Regions from separate parts of the Drosophila melanogaster genome. Here region 1 is linked to region 2. The links are chromatin contacts, called in public Hi-C maps. All regions are on one chromosome and are shown on one strand. The core of a region is the stretch at or near the end of the contact, and the rest is flanking DNA. Distances in the headings are between cores, read along the strand shown.

Region 1 (2,968 bases), core at 254-2,753, 530 kb before region 2:
TTTTTGTTTTTTGCCTGTTGCCATTTTGTTTGTTGTTTTCCATAGCTATATTTCTTGGCTGCTAAACTTTGTTGAATTGCTCATTTTGTTGACATGTTGTTTCCAAGCGCCTTGGTGAAGTGATTTAGTGCGTTCATATGCCAAATCTTCCGGTTATATGTATATTGCTAGGTGAAACGAAATAGCAAACGAGGTTGGAACCAATAAATGATACTTGGATTTTATTGTTTTTGTGGGAATCACACAATTATTTTATTTGTCTTCGATTGGTTTCTATGGTTAGTGTTCTACCTAATTGAAATACCAGTTATTTTACTTAATATTATTTTTTATTGTACTATATTTTTATTGTAATACAGTTTTATAGACAATCCTTGGCACTCTTACTCACTAAAATAATACACTATCAATCGAAGATCATTAAACCCGAATTGTTCTTCCCCTTATTACCAATTTTTCTCTTTATCTTGACTGTTATTAGGGTGCTGACGACACAGTGCCTGCCAAAATTAGCCAACGCCAGTCATAAATTAGCCAAATGAACAGGAAAAAAATACAGTTTGTTAGCCACAAGCAGCAAATTAATGAAGCTCCAGCAACAACACTGAAGACTTTCGTATCTGCCATTAATTTCTTTTTGTGAAATATCTTTTTTAGCAGGGAAATGAAATGTCTTTATATCAAAAGTCAAGTGTTATCTGATTGAACAATTAATTAGTATGGATTTTTCGTGTTTGCTTACTCACTGCCTACTTAGTCACATTTATGGCTTGCGTTGTTTTATTTTGGCAAACATTTTAGCATAGATAAGGATCTGCCGGCAAAAGCTTAAAATTAATTCAACGTTTAAAATGAAATCGTGAATATTTTTTATGACAATTCGTTTTTAGGGTGTGATGATGTGCGACAGCCGTTCTATGTCATCAACAGAACTTTTCCAGACGCACGTGTCTTGTGCCAAATAAACTAACTAACAAAATATACAACTAAAAAACAACGAAATCGAAAACGCAAAAACTGGAAACATTAAAGCATTGAAATATTTGTGTATAACCGTTTCCTCGATTCCGCTAAGTGGTCCGGCAACTTGTCAGCGTGATAACAAATTCAATAAAATCAAATTAAATACTCAACAAAAATGCTAATCACCGACTAGAGATTCACCCCGCCTCCTTCATTCGAAAAGGAGAAATTGCCTAGGTGATATAGGTGTTTTTCTACCTCCTTTGAGTGGTAAAAAAATATGGTAAATTAAAAACATGCGGAGGAATAAACAACAAACTTGGTAGTAGGCGCAAGGTAAAATGAAGAAAAAACACCTAAATTTAGTTAGGTGTGGCATTTCAAATGGTTCGACGCCTCTCAAAGTGACGCGTAGCCAGGTTGTTCCTGTACTTTTTTTTTCTTTTTTATAAATATATGTATATATACTTATTTTTTTAGTTGTCGATTTCGTTGCTGCTTGGCTGATTTCCCCTTAAGGTCTGCGACGCAGACTCAGACTTCGACTTAAGGAAGACTTGGATTATGAACGACTGAAATATGCAAATTTATCTACAAAGTCTCCACACACGAACATCCACATCCACATAATTCTATATATACATACATATATATAAATTTATACAGCATTTTGTTGCTGCTATATTTTTCACTCATATATTTTTCTTAAATTTGCATAAAAAGGGTTTGAGTAGCTAAACGAACAGCAACAGGCAACGACAACAACTATAGAGTGTGAGATTGGGATGACGGTGTCGATGACCAAGTCTCTGTCATGGGGTCACCATTAACTTATCTCTATAAAAAAAAACATACTGGGAATAAAATAATCGAATGAAAGTATTAATTATATATGGAAAACTTAATTATACAGCAACCAAAGGAGATAAGAGATGTATGTGCTTAAAATGTGATTAATGATTTTAGTTTCAGCTAAGTTAAATCACAATATTTCGCATTATAAATATATTCCTTTTTGCAATTTGCTGCCATTGAATATAATAATATAAAATGATCTTATTTATGTGTCTAGCTGTTCTTCACTTGAGTAACTCTGCATTTAAAAAAATATGTCTTCACTTATAATGAGTTTACTTATATGGTTACATTTAAAACGTAATCTGTTGGAAATTGAAAATAATTAGAATAGCGTGTAGTGTAAGTCTAATCAACTTCAAAAGTGGTTTCCTTTCGCGCCATTCGATATCTTTGCATTTAACTAATCCCGCCGGTCACTGAATTACATATCTAATTTATGCAAATGCCATTATGGATATATGCCTTATAGATTGCAGATTATGGCGATCGTTTACTTATCTAAATGGCATTTGACAAGATGCAGGAGCGGCATCCATTTGCTGACGCAGATATCATGTTCATAGTATATTTTATTTCGATGGCAATGATGATGGGAAATCTTGCGGGAAAAGAGGGTCTAAAGCTATGTACACCTGTTGCCGCCAGCCAGTGCGTTTGATGTAGGAAGCAGAAATTTACTTCCTGGTTTGGTCGTCGTCGTTCGTTCTTCTGGGTTCATTGGCATTTGAGCATTTGAGTCACATGTGGCTCACGTCCTGTGTCCTGTGCATCCGCACCTTCCTTTCAGAACCACCGGTTCCATCGGTTCCTCAACTAAGCCTGTCATCTGGGCTCTTTATTTCATTTTATTTTTTAGCCGAAGCCAAAGACAAAAGACGTTTGAGGTTGATGACACCCAGTGGCGGCTAAAAAAACAGCGAAGCCCATAGAGGTTGGCTTTTACAGTTGCTTGAACTAGTTCTGCCTCCCTCTTGCGCCGCTCCCTCTCACTCCCTCCCAGTGCGATAAAGGCACGTGGCCAGAACCAACAGAAGTTTAAAAAAAAAGGGGCGCAACTTTTTCGGCCAACTGCGTGGATTGCATAAGAGCCACTGGACCTTGCACACTCAGAAAAAAAAGAACAACTGATACACCTTCCTAATTTAAA
Region 2 (2,718 bases), core at 197-2,696:
TTAATTGGGCAGGTCACCCTTATTGGCCTCTGGGTAAACAATGTATAATTTTGAAACTTTCGATTGATAGAATAATAATACCTGATATGATTAGGTTTCTGGGGGGAATGGAAAATGCTTTGTAATTTCAAAAGTGATTTCAACAGCTTCCAGTTGATTTGATATGCCACACATGCTGGACTTTTTCCTTGTGATATAAAGAGATCGTGCGACTTCCGTTCTCAGGGTGGTGCAAAAAAAAATTCCATAGTGATCCTCCGGCCGAAATGTAAAAAAATCGATGAGCCAACTTCCGCTTGACTTTATCCATGCATAAACCTTCTGGCTTTTCCCAGTTCATCGAGCTCTGGTTCCGTTTATCGTGTTTGGCATATGTAAGATGATATATATATACACCCGATCCTCCTCCTCATCCCATCACTGCGACTGTGCATGGTGTGTTTGGTTTCTCAATGCATCTGAAGGTCGGATATAGGGGACGGACTACGACGAAACGTTGGAGCCCGGCGAGAAATTAATTCCATATCTAAGCGAAATGGCAAGTTCGAAATATGATTTCATCACCACTCCTGGTTGGGGGCTCGTTCGATTCCATGGAATTCGTTTTGCAATTTTCCCCTCTTATCGCTTCTGTATTCATTCCTTTTTATTTCAATGAATAAGCGAAATTCCGCCGATTATGTCATTAAATTTAGAAAAGTTTGCTTGCCTGTCTGCCGGTTTTGCATGGCTGTTCGCTAAAGATCGGCAAATAAAGTTAAGCTTTTTCAAGCCGAAAGTTTTATACCCTTTAGAAAATGCTTTGACTCACAAGCAACGTGTGGTATAGTTTGATATCAGATATTTTACAAACGTGCGGACAAAGTTATTATACCCAATGCAAGGGTATTTTAAACGAAAACGATTTGAGTAATAAAAACATTCAGTGGGACAGCCAATGACAAGGCAAAGCCATAAAAAAACACGCATAAATAAATTATATACGTCACAGAAACCAAAAATTTCAACACTTTTTTCTGGCCGGGTTTCCCCCGTTCAACTTCCTCTTTCTACCATAGATTTACTACCACTATTATTTTATGAATGAAGTTTACTGTTTTTTTTTTGCTCCAACTCTCTTGTTTTTCGTCATTTGCCGTTTTGTTGTTTCCGTTTGTTTGCTTTTTGCCTCTTCGATTGCTTTGCTTTAATTTACTTTGCTTATAAAATGTGCTACTGTCTGTGGGGTTTTTCATTCATGAAAAGAAATAAAAACACACAGGCGTATGTAGGAAAAAGAAAACGTATGTCTTTGTTATCGCAAAAAGGCAAAAAGCGAAGCGTGAGTGTGAAACTGTGCGATTGTGATTGTGAAAAGTGGCGTTGTTTTGCCAACACACATACGCAACGTATAACCCCATTGATAATAGTCGCGAGGTGATAGCCACATACACAAATGGCGAATCGAAGCTATATAGCCTCACCTCCCACTCATACACACACACACACACACGCGGTACACCGCCCAGCTGTGTCAACAGGGGCGGAAAACGGGCGGGGCCATCCGGTCCTCAGCTTAGAAGGTCTTTTTTTTAAGCTGCAATTCATTCTTTTCGATGCTAGGAAGCTCTACCCCAAATGTATCCTAAAAAGTGTAAGATTCGCAGATTTGAAATGGGTATTTGATAGCCGAGCCATATTTCATGTTTACAGACTAACCACAAGTCAGCACTAGAGTAATTCGCTATTAGGAATGTAGAAGCGAGCTATTTGAACATCTGAAACGATCTTGAATGTTTTTATAGTATACAATTTTGTGATATTTGCGTAAATAAACCGAATGAATGAATAAGGTATGATAACCAAGTTGCTAATCATGGAAGTTTGTGAATAGCGGGCAAACCCAAATTTGGCCACAACGGATACAAATACAGATACAGATACAGATACAAATACAGATACAGATACAGATACAGATACAGATACAGATACAAATACAGTTACAGATACAGATACAAATACAGATACAGATACAGATTTCGGCTTTTACACACAGATACGGCACACGCACTTCGGCATTGGTGTGCGTGCACTTATTATATTTCCGCTTGACTGCCGCTAATTTCTTTCATTGAGCAACTTTATAGTACTTGCCTTGTGGGTAGGCCGGCGCCTTCACCCTTTTGCGCTTATCAAGGCCTTGCCGTTTATTATCAACGCCGCTTACAATCCACTCGGTCTAGCCAAGCGCCAGCCACTTGCGAACTATATATGTACGTATGTATTTGTTGTGTCCCCCAGGTGGCGGAGCATCCATAAACCAATGCCGTCGACCACCAGCCAGCCATCGGTTCACAATACTAAACACATATGGGCTATATAGACTATAGGCATTGAAGCACTCGCACAGGAAGTCACGTCCGCTGTCCATCCGTATTCGGAAATCAAAAGAGCCCGCTGGAATATATATGTATGGTGTAATGCGCGATTGATTGTGATTGTGATTTTACATCCCCAAACCAGCAAAAGTTGGCAGGTGTCAAGGCCAAACAGCTGCTGATACGAAATTGGAGGGGATAATCTTATATTAATTTATGCTAATGAATGCTTGATAGCTGTTAACAGTATTTCCGGTTGGGAGAAAGTGTGTGATTGGGCCATTAGAAATTCTCGTAATGAGGCTATTGGCTTTCAATTTTTAAAGCCTTCTTTCGCCATTAATAGATGGCTACTTCTTCT

Evidence for each region. A called contact is a pair of places that touch in the nucleus more often than the background predicts.
Region 1: a Hi-C map of the Kc167 cell line shows a contact between it and region 2, with 2.7 times the contacts expected there. A contact is called at or near these places in 3 of 107 Hi-C or Micro-C datasets (the Kc167 cell line and the ML-DmBG3-c2 cell line).

Annotation. Positions count from the first base shown.
Region 1 is chr3L:10,371,071-10,374,038 of dm6, reverse strand. No RefSeq gene overlaps it. Among named protein-coding and RNA genes, the nearest start is that of mir-276a, 7.3 kb to the right of the region's middle.
Region 2 is chr3L:9,845,714-9,848,431 of dm6, reverse strand. All of the region lies in intron 1 of RasGAP1 (Ras GTPase activating protein 1), which reads left to right. Among named protein-coding and RNA genes, the nearest start is that of RasGAP1, 8.2 kb to the left of the region's middle.